Regions from separate parts of the Mus musculus genome. Here all the other regions are linked to region 1. The links are chromatin contacts, called in public HiChIP or PLAC-seq and promoter capture Hi-C maps. All regions are on one chromosome and are shown on one strand. Each heading gives the region's core, a stretch centred on a gene start, on an enhancer-like site or on the middle of the called end of the contact. The rest is flanking DNA. Distances are from core to core; before and after follow the strand shown. Region 1 holds the start of Ltbp1 (latent transforming growth factor beta binding protein 1). Region 2 overlaps Rasgrp3 (RAS, guanyl releasing protein 3). Region 3 overlaps Rasgrp3 (RAS, guanyl releasing protein 3). Region 4 holds the start of Rasgrp3 (RAS, guanyl releasing protein 3). Region 5 overlaps Ltbp1 (latent transforming growth factor beta binding protein 1). Region 6 overlaps Birc6 (baculoviral IAP repeat-containing 6). Region 7 overlaps Ltbp1 (latent transforming growth factor beta binding protein 1).

What was found. Promoter capture Hi-C pulls out the DNA fragments that hold promoters and counts their contacts. HiChIP or PLAC-seq counts read pairs in DNA pulled down with a chosen protein or histone mark.
Region 2: an HNF4G HiChIP or PLAC-seq map of pancreatic cancer cells shows a contact between it and region 1. The contact joins the enhancer-like site here to the promoter of Ltbp1 in region 1. A contact is called at or near these places in 6 of 39 promoter capture datasets (the HPC-7 cell line, HPC-7-derived erythroid cells, cranial neural crest and 3 more) and 2 of 115 datasets of contacts at active chromatin or transcription factors (forebrain and pancreatic cancer cells).
Region 3: a contact with region 1 is called in an HNF4G HiChIP or PLAC-seq map of pancreatic cancer cells. The contact joins the enhancer-like site here to the promoter of Ltbp1 in region 1. A contact is called at or near these places in 3 of 39 promoter capture datasets (the 3T3-L1 cell line, the HPC-7 cell line, HPC-7-derived erythroid cells and 1 more), 1 of 15 datasets of contacts at CTCF or cohesin (the NIH/3T3 cell line) and 4 of 115 datasets of contacts at active chromatin or transcription factors (embryonic stem cells, forebrain, pancreatic cancer cells and 1 more).
Region 4: a contact with region 1 is called in a promoter capture Hi-C map of the HPC-7 cell line. The contact joins the promoter of Rasgrp3 here to the promoter of Ltbp1 in region 1. A contact is called at or near these places in 12 of 39 promoter capture datasets (the 3T3-L1 cell line, 3T3-L1-derived adipocytes, the HPC-7 cell line and 6 more), 1 of 15 datasets of contacts at CTCF or cohesin (the NIH/3T3 cell line), 2 of 115 datasets of contacts at active chromatin or transcription factors (embryonic forebrain and pancreatic cancer cells) and 2 of 9 other capture datasets (adipose tissue and pancreatic islet).
Region 5: a contact with region 1 is called in a FOXA1 HiChIP or PLAC-seq map of pancreatic cancer cells. The contact joins the enhancer-like site here to the promoter of Ltbp1 in region 1. A contact is called at or near these places in 3 of 39 promoter capture datasets (the HPC-7 cell line, cranial neural crest and hippocampal neurons), 2 of 484 Hi-C or Micro-C datasets (bone marrow-derived macrophages and muscle stem cells), 4 of 115 datasets of contacts at active chromatin or transcription factors (embryonic hindbrain, embryonic limb bud, pancreatic cancer cells and 1 more) and 1 of 9 other capture datasets (liver).
Region 6: a contact with region 1 is called in an H3K4me3 HiChIP or PLAC-seq map of embryonic stem cells, with 15 read pairs. The contact joins the enhancer-like site here to the promoter of Ltbp1 in region 1. A contact is called at or near these places in 11 of 39 promoter capture datasets (the 3T3-L1 cell line, 3T3-L1-derived adipocytes, the HPC-7 cell line and 7 more), 1 of 15 datasets of contacts at CTCF or cohesin (the NIH/3T3 cell line), 21 of 484 Hi-C or Micro-C datasets (CD8 T cells, the G1E-ER4 cell line, the HL-1 cell line and 12 more) and 10 of 115 datasets of contacts at active chromatin or transcription factors (astrocytes, cardiomyocytes, craniofacial prominence and 6 more).
Region 7: a contact with region 1 is called in an SMC1A HiChIP or PLAC-seq map of the NIH/3T3 cell line, with 10 times the contacts expected there. The contact joins the enhancer-like site here to the promoter of Ltbp1 in region 1. A contact is called at or near these places in 7 of 39 promoter capture datasets (the 3T3-L1 cell line, the HPC-7 cell line, HPC-7-derived erythroid cells and 3 more), 1 of 15 datasets of contacts at CTCF or cohesin (the NIH/3T3 cell line), 3 of 484 Hi-C or Micro-C datasets (the HPC-7 cell line, cumulus cells and pancreatic cancer cells), 2 of 115 datasets of contacts at active chromatin or transcription factors (fetal liver and pancreatic cancer cells) and 1 of 9 other capture datasets (adipose tissue).

The regions. Positions count from the first base shown.
Region 1 is chr17:75,004,183-75,006,874 of GRCm38.p6, reverse strand. Ltbp1 (latent transforming growth factor beta binding protein 1) reads right to left here and starts at 1,346. Exons shown (of 34, transcript NM_019919.4): 1 at 514-1,346. The coding sequence starts at 989.
Region 2 is chr17:75,503,921-75,506,612 of GRCm38.p6, reverse strand. The region is part of intron 9 of Rasgrp3 (RAS, guanyl releasing protein 3); the gene reads right to left. Among named protein-coding and RNA genes, the nearest start is that of Fam98a, 47 kb to the left of the region's middle. Within about 2 kb of position 1,387, at least 22 of the 459 cell types and tissues checked have an H3K27ac peak or open chromatin away from gene starts, as enhancers often do. A contact at or near this core is called in pancreatic cancer cells, where this site is marked.
Region 3 is chr17:75,469,422-75,472,113 of GRCm38.p6, reverse strand. The region is part of intron 1 of Rasgrp3 (RAS, guanyl releasing protein 3); the gene reads right to left. Among named protein-coding and RNA genes, the nearest start is that of Rasgrp3, 35 kb to the right of the region's middle. Within about 2 kb of position 1,388, at least 13 of the 459 cell types and tissues checked have an H3K27ac peak or open chromatin away from gene starts, as enhancers often do. A contact at or near this core is called in pancreatic cancer cells, where this site is marked.
Region 4 is chr17:75,434,556-75,437,247 of GRCm38.p6, reverse strand. It overlaps Rasgrp3 (RAS, guanyl releasing protein 3), which reads right to left and starts at 1,343. Exons shown (of 17, transcript NM_001166493.1): 1 at 1,080-1,343.
Region 5 is chr17:75,343,928-75,346,619 of GRCm38.p6, reverse strand. All of the region lies in intron 24 of Ltbp1 (latent transforming growth factor beta binding protein 1), which reads right to left. Among named protein-coding and RNA genes, the nearest start is that of Rasgrp3, 91 kb to the left of the region's middle. Within about 2 kb of position 1,334, at least 37 of the 459 cell types and tissues checked have an H3K27ac peak or open chromatin away from gene starts, as enhancers often do. A contact at or near this core is called in muscle stem cells and pancreatic cancer cells, where this site is marked.
Region 6 is chr17:74,687,403-74,690,094 of GRCm38.p6, reverse strand. It overlaps Birc6 (baculoviral IAP repeat-containing 6), which reads right to left. Exons shown (of 73, transcript NM_007566.3): 66 at 732-877. Among named protein-coding and RNA genes, the nearest start is that of Ttc27, 29 kb to the left of the region's middle. Within about 2 kb of position 1,369, at least 4 of the 459 cell types and tissues checked have an H3K27ac peak or open chromatin away from gene starts, as enhancers often do. A contact at or near this core is called in embryonic stem cells, where this site is marked.
Region 7 is chr17:75,276,626-75,279,317 of GRCm38.p6, reverse strand. It overlaps Ltbp1 (latent transforming growth factor beta binding protein 1), which reads right to left. Exons shown (of 34, transcript NM_019919.4): 13 at 344-366. Among named protein-coding and RNA genes, the nearest start is that of Rasgrp3, 160 kb to the left of the region's middle. Within about 2 kb of position 1,342, at least 20 of the 459 cell types and tissues checked have an H3K27ac peak or open chromatin away from gene starts, as enhancers often do. A contact at or near this core is called in the NIH/3T3 cell line and pancreatic cancer cells, where this site is marked.

The DNA.
Region 1 (2,692 bases), core at 97-2,596:
AGCCGTTCAGTGGGGATACTTACCAGCACCGAATAACAAACTTTAATTCCTACTGCTGTTCACGTGGAGTCTCACCCCCAGCCCCTTACCAATTTAGGACCCACAGGTGCCAGGAAACCCAAGTATACAATTTCTGGGATGCTCAAGGAGAGCTGGGTCTTTAGAGCCAGCTTTCACTCACAATCCCTTTTTCATTAGGTAAACCAAAATAAAAAACCGAGTTGCAAGAAGTTTAATTGATGCCTTGGGATTAAGCTGTAGTGACTTCATGTTTACGCCCATAGTCTAGGAGCAGAAGGGTTTGCGCACAGGAGGTTACGCCCCGGGGAAGAAATAAATGCCTTTTGTGTTTCCCCCGCAGCTGGGTAACAATGCACTGAGAGTTAAACACCAGTAAAAAGTGAGCGGGCTTCCCCCGTGCCCACCCCTTCCCGCAGCGCCTCCGGCGGGGAGGAGACGGTTCCCGGGCCTCGGCGGGTCCCGGCGCGCGAGGCAGGCAGAGCGTGGGCTTACCCCTGCAGCTGCTGCTTCTGCTGAACCTGCAGTCTGGAGCCCCCGGCGCTCTGAGCGTCCTGCTGCACTTGGGAGCGCACGACTTGCCTGCCATGTTTGGCGAAGCGAGTGACCGCGGTCTGAGCACCCGCCTTAGAGTGGAGCTGCCGGCTGGGCCCCCCCGGACGCGCGGGCTCGGGTGGCAGCGGAGATCGGAGCCCCGGCAGGGCCGCGCCGCCGGGCTGGCTGGTGCGCCGGGTCCGCTCGGCTGGGGGCCCAGCCAAGGCGCGGCTGGAGGCGGCTGTTGAGCTCCGGCTGTACCTGGCGTCCAGTGCGACGTTGAAGGTCCGCGGGGGCCCAGCCAGAGGCAAGGCTCCGGCCGGCAGTCCCGGGCCCGGGCGCACCACGTACGTGATCCTCCGCACCCGGCCGTGCGCAGACCACGCTAGCAGCCCTGCCCAGAGCAGGAGACCCCACCTGAGCCAGGCTCCCGCCATCGCGGGCAGTCTCCGGCCGCGCGGCTCGTCCTGCCCCGGCGCGCTCCCTCGGTATCCCCAAGGACTCTGCGGAGAGCCCGTGCGCCGCGGGGTGGAGACCAACTGGGTGGCCGCAGGGGAGGGAGCTTTGCGGGCGGCTGAGCGGCAGCGGACCCCAGCCGGGAGTGGAGGCGAGCAGGGGGCGGGAGTTGGGGTGGAGAGGAGGGGAGGGGCGCGAGCTGCTCAAGGTGAGGGTCCCCTGGCTCAGACGAGGTGTCGCCGGGTGCGGCTGGGGTGCTACGGGCGCCAACCCCGCGAGGGTGAGCAAGGACGACCGTGAGCGCTGGACGCTCAGAGGCAGCCCCGGCTGCAAAGTCTTTTAAAAGTTTCTTCTCCCCGGTGGAGCCCTGTGTCAGATCTGAACAGCCAATCTGCAGCAGACGTGACGTCAGGCAGCAAATCCTAATTGGGGAAAGCTCGAGATGAGCCGGAGAATGAGCCGCCACCCTCCGCATCCAGATATTGGGGCTATGGGTCGGGTGGACAGGGATTCCCGCTCCCCAGCGCCAGGAAAAGACAAAGGGCTCAGCAAGGTGAGGGAACGGCCCTTTCCTTCTAGCAGCCGGAAAGGATTCGAGTAATACAGTTTGGAAGCGCAGGCACTTTTACTCGAGTTTGCTCGGATACTGTCTGCAGAAGTTGGATTAAAACACTAGGTCCGGTCCCAGAAAAGGCTATCCGAGGTAGCGTGAGCTGTCCATTGGAAAGTGATTAGCTCTATTAGTCTGAAGGAAGGTTTTCTTTAGGACTGCAACCTCCGGAAGACTTTGTGGTACCCTGCTCCTGACATTGGAGGGTCAAGAATGCGGGATGGGCAGCAGGGGGCGCCCGTGTAGATGAAGAAAATCGCAGAGGCTGCCCTGCCGGTGGTCCTTGCAGTGGAGTGGAATGGAGCATTTAGGAATTTCTCTCTCTCTCTCTCTCTCTCTCTCTCTCTCTCTCTCTCTCTCTCTCTCTCTCGTGCAAAACAGAGTTTGAAGAAAACCAGGAAATGACGTCTTTACTGCTAACATCTGAATTAAGACAATGTCAACAGAATGAATGCTGTTTTTACATGACTGCAATCAAAAGTCCATGATAATAACTGTATATTTTTTAAAACAATTTTTTAAAGGCCCGGGACTGGAGCAATAATTCAGTGGTTAAGTGCACTGGCTGCTCTTTCAGGGGACCTGGATTAGATTCCCAACCATCCAAAATTCCAGTTCCAGGAGGTTTGATGCTCTCTTCTGACATTCAGGCGCCCATACACATATTCAGACAAAGCAGTGACACACATAAAATAAATAAATATTTTTAAGTGAATTAAAAAGGGTCTTTTCCCAGGCTTGGGTTTTCTCACATATTAGTAATTTTGATTGTTCTTTGTTTGAGGGTTTTCCCTGCATCCGCTTAGGACAACTGATAGCAAGTGAGAATAATTTCAGAAATACTGATAGTGGGAAAAATCATTCCAAGCTGAGGACTAATCTAGTCACCTACTTTTCTCTGCACATTACAGAAATACTGGTGAGCGTTTGCTCTGAGGGAAGTGGGCCTGGAGGCCAGCAGCCTGAACACAGGCTTCCAGAAGGAGCACTGTCTGAGAGAGTCACTACCATCAAAGAAATAGCTCTGGTCGCGGGGAGGAGACCAGGGCTCCAGATAAAATGATCACTAATGGC
Region 2 (2,692 bases), core at 138-2,637, 500 kb before region 1:
CTGTTCCCCACCCCAACCCCCAGGATTTATTACAGGGCCTATGTGAGCATTTACCAGGGAGATGGATGGGGAAGGTGCCAGGAGAACTAGTGATCATGGAAAGTTCCAGCATTGGCAGACAGCCTGATGCACAGAATAGGTGTTTAATGATTGTTCATTAACTTGAGTTTTCTCACTTTCTATTTTTTTAACGTGCTAAAGCATATATGGGTCACTAAAGAACACAGCCACTTGACCTGAAGAAAAAGGAACTCCTCCCTTAAATGCTGTGCTCGTGGACACGCTCTTGTGCCTCAGACAGCTGCAGTCACGTGGTTCTTAATTCAAACGCGCATGTGCTTCATAGAGTGGACACGAGACTCTAGTGGACACATAAGCTTCCTCAGGGCTCATGGTGAGGACATTGCCTTCCACATGGCATCAGAAAAAAACGTAATGTGCCTTTGCGTGTAATGGACATCCTCCTTGATTGTGGGGAGACAAGGATGATCTTAGATATACGAAGAAACTGGCTTAGGTGTCGTGACTGCTCTGCAGGTCTGTGCTGTCCAGGGGAGTCGGTGGGCCATGGCCAATGCCATAAAACTGTTTTCTTATTTTCATGGCTGTGCCATCCTGTATTTCTAGAGTTGTAGAAATGCAGAGCTCATGAATGACCACAGAAGCATGAAGAAAAAGCTACAGTTAAGATGGACTAGCACAGGTTCAAGGCAGAGGTCAAGACTTCTCACTTACGATTTTTTGCTATCACTCTGAGCTATGCAGACTTAAATATGATGCTAAATAGCTTCTACATTGTCCCTCTGTGCTCTTAAAAAAAAAGAGGTGGGCATACTCTGGCATTATTTTTTTTTTTTCATTTGCTTTTCCTAACCAAAAAGAACTGCTTCTTAGCTTTTATTTTTTAAATTCAGGTTTCCGTTTATACCATTGAACTTTCATTAAAATTTTTTTTCAGAACTTTTCTAAACATCTTCTTGATAATGTAGCTTGGTGCATGTAGGTTTTGTGTTTGTTTGTTTGTTTGTTTGGGGACTGAGCCAGGGTCTTGGGCATGCTGGCAAGTATTCTACCATGGCGAGAGCTTCCCCTTGCTTGATGCACTTAAAACTGACTTAATTTCCCTGCTTTATCATTGTCTTCTAGGTGTTGGAGACATTGCCCAAATGTAGGCACCTGTGTTATAAAGTTATACTCATAACCATAACTGTTAAAAGCACAGTCTGGAGGCAGACAGTTGAAACTGCGGACCACACTGGCTCTTCTCTTCAGACATCATCTGTCTGTTTCGTGGTTTGTAGTCTGATTGTGGTTAGAAACCTGGGCACTGATTCACGGAAACATATTTACATGGCAAATGATTAATCAATGCAGGTGCTTGAGTTATTGTGAGGTGGTTCCCCACTGGAGAACATCTTTGTGTTCGTTGTTGAATCACACAAACCCAAGACATCTGTGGTTTGACCACTTCAACGTCACACTAAAAGTACAGTTGATATTACCATTCTACTTAGGGGTGTATCCTTTAGTTGCAGTTAGTGGGTGAAGTCTGGGAGCCAGGCTCCTATTCCAACGCAGCAGTCCTAAGTAATTTAGGCTGCCAGAGCTTAAGAAGAGTCATTGCTTTCATTTTCTATGGACATCAAAAGAGAACATCAGCTCATCAACGGCAGCCGAGTTTCAGATGCTGCGCTGTTATGAAGCCAAAGGGGGAAATTGTACCTTTGCTTGTTTAAGCAAGGATAAGAGAATTTGTTTATGTTCCTTCCTTCTCAAAAACCAAGTTACCATGGAAGATGTCATCTTTTATACACCTGTTGTGTCTAAACACTAGACCTGAAGACCACCCAAACAATCTGTTACAAGTGCCTAAATAAATAAATAAATAAATAAATAAATAGAGTGGCAGTTGACAAAAGGATGTCAGACTTTTTGTCTGACACTCACCACTCCTAAGCAGAGCATTCACTCTGACTCCTGAGTTCTTAATTGTGCCAGGTACTGTGGAAGGTGCTGGGCATGTGCTAACTAAAGCACATGAACAGAAAAAGATAGTTAGTCTAACGCAGAGCAAAGCCTCCTGCAGTTGAGGCGAATGTAAAACCCAGGATAAAGCACAATAGAGTCATTCCTGCTTTGGAAGAGAACAAAGAATGCCCTGGAAAGACTCTTTAAAAAGCAGCACATGGTGGCCCATGGCTAGAACCCTAGCACTTGGGAGATTGAGGTCAAGGGGCCACAAGTTCAAGACTAGCCTGAGCTAAACAAGACCCAGTCTAAAACAAACAACAACAACAACAAAAAAATGAAAACAAGAGAAAAGTAAACAAAAACAAAAAAAGCAAGAAGTCAGCAAGACGACTCAGCAGAAAAAGGAACTCCTTCCACAAACACACCAACCTGTTTTAGCCTTGAATCTATATACAGGTAGGAAGAGAAAACAAACTCATGACGTTGTCCTTTGACCTGCACATGATTGCTGTGTTATGCTCAAGTCTCTCTCTCCCTGCTCCTCCTTCTTCTTTTTCTCCCTCCCCCTCCTTCTCTCTCTCTTCCTCTTCTTCCCCCTACCATGCACACACATAAATATAATACGAAATAAAAAGTTTAAATTAAGAATAAAGACAGAGCTGGGCATGGTGGCGCATGCCTTTAATCCCAGCACTCGGGAAGCAGAGGCAGGCGGATTTCT
Region 3 (2,692 bases), core at 139-2,638, 470 kb before region 1:
GCTGTGTCTAACTCCATTCCTAGCTCATCAATTTCCCTTTGGGCCAATTGCATTGGTCTCTCTGCCACATTACAAATGCTCCAGACAGGGGAAAATGCAATTAAAATCACTTACACATTCTCTAATGCAGTTGCTTGTCTGTGGGGTTGAAAAAAATTAAGCGGCGAGAAAGTAATAACTAAAAGGAAGCTCTGGGAATAGATATAAATTTCCCATGTTATTTTCCTCCCGTGGGTAGTTCTCTGCCAGTTGTACCAGGAACACATCCTTAATTAAAACTCTGACTGTATTTATAGTCTTAAAGCAAATCAATGTCATAATAATATGGCACCTTATGGGGTAGTTATGGGCCAGCTGATTAAGGGAAAAGACGGGACAACATTTGGGAAATAAAGAAGCCTTCAGAAAATAAAAGTACCAATCCTATTAAACAGAAGCTTAAAAGATATTAGTGTAGCTGCAGCAACCTGAATCCTGTCACAAACTAGACATGAATAAGATCCTTCTATTACAGTAGGGGCATCAAGATTTACACTGCTTTGAACTCCGCTGACCGAAATGAAATCCATAATGGTAAAACCATCACCAACCATCTCACTGTCTTTCCTTCTTTTATAAATGTTCTCTTGTATGCTCTTGGAAGGTGCCGAAAATTCTGTTTATTACAATAACCAGTAAAAAGGGGGAAATACCTTTTGGATCAGTTTATGAGTCAGTTCAAGACTTTTTTTTTTTTAATTCAAAGAAAGTAGCCCTAAACAGTCATACTACAAAGGTTATTATAATGTTTTATTTATTATAAAACAGCATACATTTATATTTTCCCTGGCTATTACTATGTATAGCTGCACTCACAACTACTAGAAGCCACATACAGCTGTTTTTATGATCTTACCAACATACTGATAATGGTGCTAGTCAATAAACAATGAACTTGTTGGAGAACTGACCAACAGTAAAGAGTCTCAATTAGTCTAGTGAGCTAAGACTCCTCACACTGAGCAAGTGACCACAAGGAGGAAAGGAATAAGCACGTCGGAATGCACACTTGCCCCCTGGATGTGCGGGTGTTGTAGCCAGCAGAACTCCCAGGAATTGCTTTTCTTAGGCAAGGAGAATATATGCAAGAGAGCAGGCTGGACTATTTTAAATGTAATCAATTAATTATATTAATAACTTTTATATCTAAAAAATGGGCCCTCTCAAAGCTGATGTTACATCATGCCGTCATTGCTGAGACTTCAACCAACCCACACCAGTGACGAAAATGATGACTAAATTCCACTACAAATGTTATCTGAAGCCAATATCTTTGTGTCTGTGACTAAGATGGACTTATTCTTCAAGTCAACTGCCCATAAAACTTACTTAATACCACCAACAATACCCATCAGCCAGCACACCACAAACTAGTCATAAACCAATGCCTAACAGAAGATCATGACAAGGTACAGCCTTTTTCACTACAAAAGACAATTCAAAATGTGCACTTGAATGATGTAATTGAACCCCGTCTTCGCCTGGATGACAGCATAAACAGAGAAATTCCTGGGATTCGGGGCTAATAGATTGTTTACACTGTGTAGAATTCTGCCTGCACGTACTTCCTCCATGACTGTGGACAAGTTACGTACATTTTCTTATTCTCAGTCTCCTCTCTGTAAACAATGGGAATGATGCCCACACCCCTACTTGAAATTGTGGCAGTGAGAGAGAGTGCCTAGTGCCAGTGAATTCCCATGTAAACGGGCATTCTCTTTTTTCAATCCCAGAGATGAATTCAAAGACCAAAGCACAGTGACTTTACATACCACAGACTCTGAAGGGACAAAGACCACATGAAAGAATAGAACACCCAAGATTTTAGGTCTCATAAAGTAATGAGAACATGACAGCATGATGGCTGACTCCTATAATAAATGAGCAACTGATATAAAGGGGAAATAAGGGACCATGGGGCTAGCTTTTGGAGAACAGGTGTCTGTAAAGCATGCAATCTTCCAAGACAGACAAAACATGCTCTGTGTCCTAGGATTCCATTCCCTATTGCAAAACATCAAAGAAATCAAGCAAGCATTTGATGTCAAAATTCTGAGTCCATTCTTTATGTCTCTGCTAGCGTTCACTAAATTATGCCATTTCCTTGGGGAAAAAAAAGCATTTTCCATCAAAGATCAGAGCCTTCATATCCTCAAGGTTTTATGTCTATGAAATGCAACCAACCATGAATGTACAGTATGTTTCTCAAAGTAGTGATATCTGTACTGAACACCTTTTGTTCTTTTCATTATTCCTTAAAGAATATAGGATAACAATATTAGGTCACATCTCCAAGTGAGACACAGATGATTGAAGTCACACAGGAAGATCAGCATAGGTTATATAAAAAACACTGTGCCCAAGCCGGGCGTGGTGGCGCACGCCTTTAATCCCAGCACTCAGGAGGCAGAGGCAGGCAGATTTCTGAGTTAGAGGCCAGCCTGGTCTACAAAGTGAGTTCCAGAACAGCCAGGGCTATGCAGAGAAACCCTGTCTTGAAAAAAACAAACAAAAAAAAAAACCACCCAAGCAAACAGACAAACAAACAAACAAACAAAAACACTGTGCCCCTGAACAGGAAGGATCTGGGCATCATGATCATGCATGGTGTTCATGGAGTCCTGGAATCTATCACATAAGGACACTAAGGGAC
Region 4 (2,692 bases), core at 94-2,593, 430 kb before region 1:
CACTTAAATTCTTTCAGCAGAGAAAAGGGCCAAAGAGAGCCACCATGACTTAGAAGGAAGCCCCGGGCTCCGCACCAGTTCTGGTGGGCTCACAGTTCTGCTTTTTTAACTTTGCTATCTTCTTGCTGCAAACTCTAAACACACAAATCTCATGCAAGGAGAGGCAGAAAGAAAAGCAACCTGTTTCCTTCTCAACAACTGGCAGAGCCTACTTCTTGGTCAGTCACTGTGCTGACATCAATCAAGCGTCATTACCACGCAAAGGTGGAGGTTATCTGCCCTGGAAGCACACAGGCTCATCATTTAAACAAAAGCATTCACGTAATGCCAAGGGATGTCCCTCGGCATGTCCCCAGAAGCCTTCCAAGTTTTTGTGAGCATCATCAACTCTTTTAGGTTTATTTAATTTCCCTCCCACCTTTCCATTTCTAAGCACAAGGATATTTTTTCAAGACCCTCAAAATTTATACAGCAGAAAGGTTTTGGAAAAAAACTCAGATGTAAATAATTGCTATGAATAATTCCTGTCTCTGGAAAAGCTCAGGGCTTGGATGTTGCCTTTATGTTTTAGAAGTTCATCATTGTTTAAGAATGATTGATTAAGAAAGGAAACTTTGTACCAGATGAATTTTCATCTTCACAGCTGTACACAAAACTTAAATTTCAGCAAAATAACTTCAGCAATGGTTTGGTTGTGTTTAAAGACATGGTTATTAAGTATATTCTAAACCAGTATTCCTCAAAGAAGTGACCGACAGATTACTGACCAGCCTGACACAAAGCACAAATAGTGTCAGGCAGATGTTTTCAAAAATGACCGTCAGGGAGATTATAGATGATGCTGAGATTTAAGGAAGTCACCACAAGAAAACAACTTCCGTAAAATACACACTTGCTACCAGAAGCTCAGGATGCCATTGCTGACTCTGACGGCTGGCTACTCTTCAGAGACACAAGCAAAGCTCGTGTTACAGTTATAGTAGGACCTGCCCTCAGATCACAAATATTGCCTGTGCCCAATAAGCAAAGCCAAGGAAACGTGAGAAATAGCAAGACGCAAACTTAAAAGGGACACATACCCGAATCCGCAGTCATGTAGTCAGTGGAAGTTCACAAGAGGTGTGGATCCTCCTTTCACCAGGTTCTTGAAAGTCTCTTCAAGGTGCCTGAACCCCTCAAGATGGCTGGGCTCCCCCTGAAAGAGCTGTTGTCCCCTCCATTGCTCAAGTCCAATTCATAAGTGAAGAGGAAAAGCAAAATAATAAAAAGAAGAAGAAAGAAAGAAAGAGATTTGCAAGCCTATTCGTGCCCAACAAACCACTACCTTGAAGGGGCTAGGCTTTGAGCTCAATGAAGTAAAGGCTGTTTGGCTAAATGGCAGGCCCACTTCCTCCTATTCTTTCCCTACTTAGTTTTCCGGCCTCCAGTGGAGCGCTGTTTTTTTCCCCTTTCCTGTGCTATAAATAAGCTGCTGCTGTGAGTACCGAGGAAAGAGGAGGCAGGAAATGTATTTGATTTCAAAAGGCAGTCAGAGGTGTGTGTGTTAGGTGTGTGTGTGTGTGTGTGTGTACAGTGTGCATGTGTGTGTGCGCACGTGTGCATGTGCACACATATGCATGTATGAGTGTGTGTGTGTGTTCCTTCCAAGTCTGCACTGGTAAACACACTGAAGAAAATTTAACCTAAATAATTCAACTTTAGTGTGAGCCATTGAGTTGTGACTTAACTGGTCCCTCAGTCTCTACTTGACTAGAAGTTGTCACTTCCCACCAGCGAAGCTTGAATTCAGAAATAATAGCATTTTCTGTGTAAACTACCACGAGCAGATTCACACTGCATCCTTCATTTCCTGAAAGACAAATTTGTGGGAGTGGGGGGGGGGTGCCTGAATACCAGGAGGAAGACCTGGTTCTGTTCTGTTCTTTTGCTTTCTGTCTTATTTTTTTCTTTCCTTTCCTTTCCTTTCCTTTCCTTTCCTTTCCTTTCCTTTCCTTTCCTTTCCTTTCCTTTCCTTTCCCTTCCCTTCCCTTCCTTTCCTTTCCTCAGACAGTTTAGACGATGCCTTACTACACAGCCCAAGCTAGGCTCAAACTCGTGATCCTCTTGCCTCACCGCTCAAATACTAGGATTACAAAGTGAGCACCATGTCAGACTCATTCTCTCCTTTCATTTAAAAATATGTTGAGGCTGGAAAGCTGACTCAGCAGGTTACAAGCACTTGCTAGCAACCCTAGGGGCTAGAAAGTGTTTTCCAGTACCCATAGAATAAGCCCAGCATCCCACAAATGCCTGTAACTCCAATTCTGAGAGTGCCAACACCCTCCTCTGGCCTCTACAAAGTGACCCCTCCAGTGTGTGTGTGTGTGTGTGTGTGTGTGTGTGTGTGTGTTCACACACACATGCAGAGGAATTATAAAAGTCTTTAAGAGAAAAAGTAGAGAATTTCTTGAGTCAAAATACCAAAAAAAAGAAAGAAAAAGAAAGAAAGAAAGAAAGAAAAGAAAAAAGGAATATACCTTCTGAATCTAATATGAATGGGAAAAACAGACATAGCTTTTCTGCATTCTTGCAATCCAAATTCCCTCATATTATTGACAATGCAAGCAAACCCCAAAATAATAGCATTTTTTCCCACATAACAGACGAGCAGCTAAAACTTTTGCTAACTTCTGATACTGATATGTAGAGAAAC
Region 5 (2,692 bases), core at 85-2,584, 340 kb before region 1:
TCCTGACGGGGACGAGAATTTTCTCCTTTCCATTCCTCCTTTTCACCTACCTTGCCTTCCTGAATTGAACCGAAAACTCAGTGCAATTATTTCACATCAAAGCCAGCAGCTCTTCCTCATGGCATCTAATGTGGCAAGTTGATTGGGCTGCTCTGAATGCCCGCAGGAAGCTGGGATTATAGCAAGTTTACAGATTGTAACAGGGAGGAAGGGTTCTATCCTGTTACTGACTTGACAGAGGCCACTGCTAACTCTGGACTTTCTAAAGTGGGCATCTGTCAAAGAGATAATGTTGTTCTTTGCACTGCAGCCTTTTTGGGGGTCTGGAAGCTGAGCAATTCTTCAGTTAGCACTTCCATGCTGATGGATTCTCAGACTCTCTCAAAGCTTTAGCTCAGTCCTGGTGAAACATTTATCTAAGACCAAATAGACCCAGCAGTAACACATGAACTTGCTATCACTGCCCTCCGCATATCAGCTCCATTTCTCCTACACACCCTTCTTCAGCACTTCCAACTAGACACCCGTACCAGGAATCTTAATGCCAGCCCTTCCCTTCTGCAACTCCCTCTGCTGTCCTAAGCCACCCTTTGATCTTTCTCAATATTCCCTGTATTCTAGCTGGCTTCCGTATCTCCAGTCTTGCCTCCCTCTAATCCACTCTTTACCTAACTATTGCTGAGGTGCTCTTTGTAAATGTTAACCCATGCATGCCACTCCCTTGCTCAAAGTGTTCGCCATCTTCTTCTTGCTAGAGCACAAGGCTTCCTTCATCGGGCTCCTGGCTACCTGTGTGATAGCAGTTCTCAGAAAACCTTCTCAATTTGAACTCCATCCCTGTAGATGACCTTGTATAAGGGCTCCCTGACCTTAGAATGGTATAAACTCTTTGCTTGATTGGCTCTTCCACTCCTATTTTTTTCTCAGAAATTCATGCTGATCCTTCCAGAGTCAGCCTAAGGGGGCACCTCCATCATGGCACCTCCCAGACAGATACCAGGCTACTCCTCTTTTTCCTGTGCCTGTATTAGGCTTGAAGGGTTGGGGAACCTTCAACACACCCTCACCAGCAACTTATTTCTCTACTAAAAGGAGAGGAAAAGAGTGAATTCAGCTGTGTGAAATCCATTGGATTCTCAATCCAGATTCTTAAAATTAGATTATCTTGCTTTCCTTGTTATTAATTTCATGCCATTCCAGCAGATGATGGCCCTTTATTACTGTTCACCAGCACAGGAACTGAATAACTAGCCTGAAGGTGAACAAGCCCCCAGCTGGCTATGAATTACTGGGCGTCTTGCAGACTCAGTTTACTGTAACAATGACTCACCAAGCAAGTTTAGATGAGTAATGTTTTGGATCGGAATGAATAGGCAAAGGGAATGTGAAGTGCCTGCTGGAGACTAGCTGTTCAACAATTAATATTTTATAAAAATGATATAATGCGGCTCTGCAGTTTCTTGTTTTCAACAGTGAGGTGAGGTAATGGCTTCACTGAAGTACAGCGCTGGTTTCGCTTCTCAGAAGGGCCAAACCAGAGCTCTCCTATTACGCTAGACCCTCAGCTCTTTGTTTCAATTCTTTAATGGCCTACATACAAATATTTCACTTTCTTGATATTGTGAGATCTCAGATCTACTTTCCCCTCATCTATCTGGATAGGTGGAAAACATCATCCTGTTTTGTCAAGGTTGACTCTGAAACCTGAGACTAATTTTTGAGGTCTCTAAATATCATATTTTTCTTTGCCTGATATCAACATTTCTACATCAGTTTTATTGATCCAGTAAGGGTCATGCTAGAAATTATCACTAGTAATACTATCCCCAAAGCTAGTCATCTGTTGGAGTTGCTGTCAGTAATTGCTCGGTCCTCAACCCACACGTATGAAGCATGTTTTCACAAGAACTGCTAATTTCTTATATTGCTCTGCTCTTCATATATTTTTACTGAAAAAAAAAAAAACGGAACAGCAAATACTGATGTTTCAATGTAAACAAAGTCAAGATTTAACGATACCTACAAGCCAGTGAGTAAGTAAACTGACCTCCCCCGCAAAAAAAAGAACCCTCCAAATATTAGAAGGATAAGTGGAACACAGCTCAGGATGCCTGGAACTGACAGCGCCTGTATGGAAGCTGTGACAGTGTCAATGGCTGACAAGTCCACATTTGTCAGGTTAACCTGTTTTGTACATTTGCAAGTTTTACAATGAATATATTCTCTTTACTGCCCCAAAAATTTCCCAAAACCTTCTATGGTAAAACAGAACTCCAATGTCCCTTCCTTCCTGCATAACACTCACTAAAGGTCACCCATTCTTTACCCGCTCACTTTGGTAACATGAACAATGAAATCAGGGGAGGAAACAATGGAAGACTCAATGTGATTTTCTAAATAGAATGGGTAGGGCAGCTTATATACAGACAAAGAAATTAAATTGCCAGGGCCTAGCAAACACAGAAGTGGATGCTCACAGTCAGCTATTGAATGGACCACAGGGCCCCCAATGGAGGAACTAGAGAAAGCACCCAAGGAACTAAAGGGAACTGCAACCCTATAGGTGGAACAACAATATGAACTAAGCAGTACCCTGGAGCTCTTGTCTCTAGCTGCATATGTATCAAAAGATGGCCTAGTAGGCCATCACTGCAAAGAGAGGCCCATTGGACTTGCAAACTTTATATGCCCC
Region 6 (2,692 bases), core at 120-2,619, 320 kb after region 1:
CTGAGTCCTATTTTATCACCACAGCCGTGTGCACCACCACATGCAGCTGCCTCAATTTACTGCTCCCAAACACAAGGCTTTCCAATCCCAAGACTTTCAATGAAAAGAAAAAAAGTATGTTCTTGAGCTACTACAGTTAGTCTCAGCATATATAGAAGAAATCAATTCTTATTTTAGGTTCTTTTCTTTGAGAGAGGGTCTCATTATGTGGCTCTGGCTAGCCCACAACTTGCTACTGGCTGGCCTGAAAGTCACAGAGATCATCTGCTTTCACCTTCCGAGTGCTGCAATTAAAGACATGTGCCACTACACCTAGCCAAGATGCACATTCTACAGCAAGAAATTTTTTTTTAAATCTATTAGGGTTTTTTAAAATTAAGATTTATTTATTTTATATGACATCCTGTCGTTGACACACCAGAAGAGAACATCAGATCCAATGCAGATGGTTGTGGGCCACCATGTGGGTTGCTGGGAACTGAACTCATGACCTTTGGAAGAGCAGCCAGGGCTCTTAATCGGTGAGCCATCTCTGCAGTCCCAAGAAATACTCTTAACTAAAACCTGACAAAGAACAAAACCTACCAGACAATGAATTCGTAAGTACAAGAACTTACCTGAAAAATGAGAAAAAAAAAAAACAGACAGTTCTCAATTACGTTTGTTGTGCAATAGAAAAAAATATATAATTTCATGCAATGAAAAAACCAATCATGTAGAACACTACTGGCCTTGATTGGCTTGCCGCAGATTGGCGGTGGCGGCGTGGACGATCTCAGCAGTCCTCTGGATGTCGGGGACCAGAAGCGCAAGTCCTTCGGGCTCTTGATCAGGCGCGTCCGGCTTGACTCCGGCTTTCACATTTTCCCTTTTAGATCTGAATTTGATTTTAAACATGGGAAAAATGCAAGAAAAAATTAAGTTTTAAAACTGAAAATAAAAATACAATTCAACAACAGAAATGAAAACTGACAGACTATGCGCTACATTTGTCCCATGTGATGAGCAGGGAGGCTAGTCACAGTCATTACTGCTTTGGAAGCCTAATGCTTAAGATAACAAAAGTATAGGTAGATAGTTCCTATCTAGTTAAAAGATAAAAAAAGAAATATTACATAAATATTAGGCTAAACAACCAAATGTTTGCTATGCCCTTAGACCCACACTTAGAAACCCTTAACTCTAAGTACCCAGAGGTAAAGGAACCAACTTAGTTACCACGCCTGTGGTAAACTAAGAACCTATTGTCTTTTAAAAGCCTTAGAATCAAAAGGACATAGCAATCTAAAATACTACTTGTATTCACTGAGTATGCTGATTTCTGAGAACAAAAGAACTCAGTATTTCAGAGCACACAGTAGGACCCCAAGTGAGTCTCTTACAAGACAACAAGTGCAGCTGCTATACATCTTTAACACCAAGTGGTTGTACAGAGGATCACTCTGTTACTTCTTTTCAGGATGTAAAATGACCCAACACTGTATCAAACTGTATCAAACACTGTATCAAACACTGTATCACAACAGCACAGCGTGACAGCCAAGGCTTCAGCGAACAAGACGCAGTGTCAGGTCAATGTAAGATTCACTAAAAATAAAAGTTAAGTATTTCTTTTTCTTCTATTGCAACTCTTGACACTTAATAATTAACTATAGTTTAGATCTTCAAAATAACTTATTCTTGTTAACTCAGTTTCAAAACAAACAACATAGATAAATAAAAACATAGATTTTGAAGGAAAAATCTAAACTATATGGCATTTTTTACATAAATACCTACCAACACAAAGGTTTTACCATTATATTAAAATATTTTACCCATAGTAGGCATGAAGCCACAGAGAATCTTTGTTGTTTTGAGTCAGGTTTCTCTGTGTAGCACTGGGTGTCCGGGAACTCACTCTGTAGACCAGGCTGGCCTCAAACTCAAAAGAATCACCTGCCTCTGCCTCCCCAGTGCGGGGATAAAAGGGATGTACTAGTTTGCCTGGCTGAGAATAAACTTTTAAATTTAGAATGTTGCAGAATGTAACAAAATAATATGCCATGTACAGACAAAAATGAACCTTGTCACCAAGGCAAACCTTCTCAAAAGCCATTCCTTTCGTAACTGCAGGGAGACAGGAAGTAGCAAACTAAGAAGCCGCTCTCACAGTGAGCAGAAGCAAATAAATACAGCACACAGGCACGTGCTCTCAATTTGGTTCCAATGTGTCAAAGCTGCACATGTAAACGTGTCTACTATCTCTCACCTGGAAAGGTGACCTAACTAATAAAGTAAAATGTGTCACTGAAACACTGTCCTTGTCTTTCCTCACACATAAGAAGTCAAGGAAAACAAATGGCTACTTTCTTTTGTCACCCAGAAACTAACTTAGCATCTGTTGAGACTGTACAGCACCGCAGTGTCAATCTCAATGCATGTACCTATGTACCTACACATGAGCACACCCATGCTTACCAGTAAGCAGAGAACAGGCAAGGGTTTAAAGCTGAAATACCAGATACTTCTACTTCTCGAGTAAACCAAAGACACGGTGTCTCGTAATTCTGAAGTACACTTTAGCCTACAGCTCAACAGGAATACAGGCCCTTCCTTCCTTCCTTCCTTCCTTCCTTCCTTCCTTCCTTCCTTCCTTCCTCTTTCTTTTTTCTAAAGATTTTTTATTCTATTTATATGAGTACACTGTAGC
Region 7 (2,692 bases), core at 93-2,592, 270 kb before region 1:
TATATGCATTCTGAGAATAACCCATTGCGTGCACACAGCAGAGTCTTTCTTCCCACAGTCCACGCAACCAGTTAGCTCTCTGAACTCTGCTCATCATTTTTCTTCTCTCCATATTTTGGCTTCTGTGGCAACGGATGGTGCCCCCTCCACACATCCCTGAGATCTCTTAGCGATCACTCTCTGAGCACTGAGAATAGCAACACCCGTTTAGAGAATCCAATTTGATCTCTAATATGTATGTCCTAAAGTTAAAATCAAAACCAAACAAACCAAAAAAAGACCTATACATATCCTTAAAAAAATGTCTTGATGAGAAAAGAACATAAAACGATGAGAGAATTACCTTCTCAGGAGGTGCTGTTACCACTAAAACCAGAAGAGAGAGGTGAGAATTAGTACAGTGAGCAGAGCACAACCCACTCATCAGATTTCAGATTTCAAAAGGAATTAGGAAGCCAGTATCTCCCCCAAACAATTACGAAGCAAATTAAGTCAAACGTGGAATGCCAATCGCCTGGTACCTGGGAGGATTTTACACATGAACGACGAAGAACTTTTTGTGCCTCTCATTGTTCAGCTATCAAGGTTCAGAGATCAAAGGTTCAGAGACATTCATTCAAAATTAAGAAAATTAACCTCAAGTTTAAAGAAAACACTTCCTGAAAAGTTGTTCAATGCTTAATCTTGAGTTTGGGCAACTTCCCGTGTTTTAGAAAACAAATGCTTCCAGTACTCAGAAACCCATCTGAAGTCAGTGTTCAAAAAGAATGACAATGTTTCATAGAGACAGGAAAATGGGTACTGCATTTTTTAAAATATAATCCAGGCTTCTGATTATTGTCATGCTAACTGAATCGAACAAAAGCCACACCTCATAAGTCAATAAGAGACAATTACTACTTAGCATTAATATAATTAGCAACTTAACTATTACTCAATCAGTAATGTTATTGTGGTGGGGGTGAGGTCTTCATATTTTTGAAATGCTTGTTTTCATTAAGCAATTCCTAGCACTGGTCAACAGCTTTGTTTATTACTTGGAATTTTCTGAGTCACTATGTTTCCTTAACTATTAGCAAATAAATTGGATGTATTAATTCCAGGAAGAAATGAGCCTACCAGATAAATTAAAAGCACCACTCTTTCAAGGGGAGGAAGCTAACTGTCTTTCTACCCTATGCAACCCATTGTTAAGGAATTCTAGAGACAGATCCATACTTATGCCTACCTCCTTCTGCTAAACAAAGGATGAGCAACCAAGCCCCGTGGTTCTCAACCTTCCAAATGCTACGACCCTTTAACCACCCTTATGTTGGGGTGACTCCCAACCACAAAAGTTACTTCATAACTGCAATTTTGCTACTGTTATGAATCACAATGTAAATATCTGATAAGCAGGATGGTCTTAGGAGAACTCTGTGAAAGAATTCTTCAACCCCCAAAGGGGTTGTGACCCACGGGCTGGGAATGGCTGACCTAGGTAGACAGAGACAATACCAGGTGAGGTCCTACTTGCTCTGCTTACCCAAGAAAGAATTATACCACAGTAAGTGACCCAGTAGATATTGGCCAGAAGGCACCATGCTCAGAGCCCAGAACAACCTCTGCTACTAGGGAAGGAGGTAATGCCTAGTTCCCACATGACTCACAAATGGGCAAATCTTTACCTAAGAATTAATGGCAAAAGCCAACAAGAACATTTTGTTTTATTTATGTTTTTAGAGGAAAGAGATACATTCCTTACAGACCAAAACCTGTTCCATTTTTCAGGAACAAGGCTTTTCTGTGGTAATCAAAATAGTCAATATACATTATACACTAAGGAGAGAAGAAAATATTTCTTGGGGAGAGGGCAAGCAGAGATTAAAACTAGAGATCACTAGACTTTCTGCCCTTAGTCATGGGTCCCATTATACAATTTTTATGACACACAACAAGTCATGTCTCTGAATCTGTCACAAGGTAAATGAGAGGACTTTCCCACAGCCCTCCCAGATGCCTGAGCTGTCTGGTTCCTACTTTCTGGCCTGTCACCTGGCAGCATCCCTCCTGCCAGCTACCACCTCACAAAAGCTCAGTCCACCAACATTTTTAAGCCTGTGGATTCTCCTTTATACAGTAGAATTCTGGACACGGAAATGAATTTGTACTGTTCCCTGAAGACAAAAATTCCTCTCCAGGAATAAACATTAAGTTACTATAGCTCCTAAACTGCAAAACATTGCTCTGGAATTCCTATGGAGTATTGTTACCCACTAGGAACACACACCACAGGGTGCCTCTCAGTCAGGCAAAATGGTCCATACTGGATCTAAGGATGTATTCAATATTCAGGGACCTTTTTAGTATAGTGTGTGTGTGTGTGTGTGTGTGTGTGTGTGTGTGTGTGTGTGTATGTGGACCTTTTTAGTATAGTGTGTGTGTGTGTGTGTGTGTGTGTGTGTGTGGACCTTTTTAGTATAGTGTGTGTGTGTGTGTGTGTGTGTGTGTGTGTGTAATAAAAGTCAAAGGACATTCACACTGCTAAACATCCTACAACATCCAATATAGCTTCCTCATCCATTAAAGAATTACACAATTGAAAATGTCAGCATCATTAAGGATCAGAGGCATGCTCTAAAGGGATAAAAACAAACACCAAAGTACAGATACAGAGATGTCTGGCTAGAACCCACATCCAACATGGAAGCTC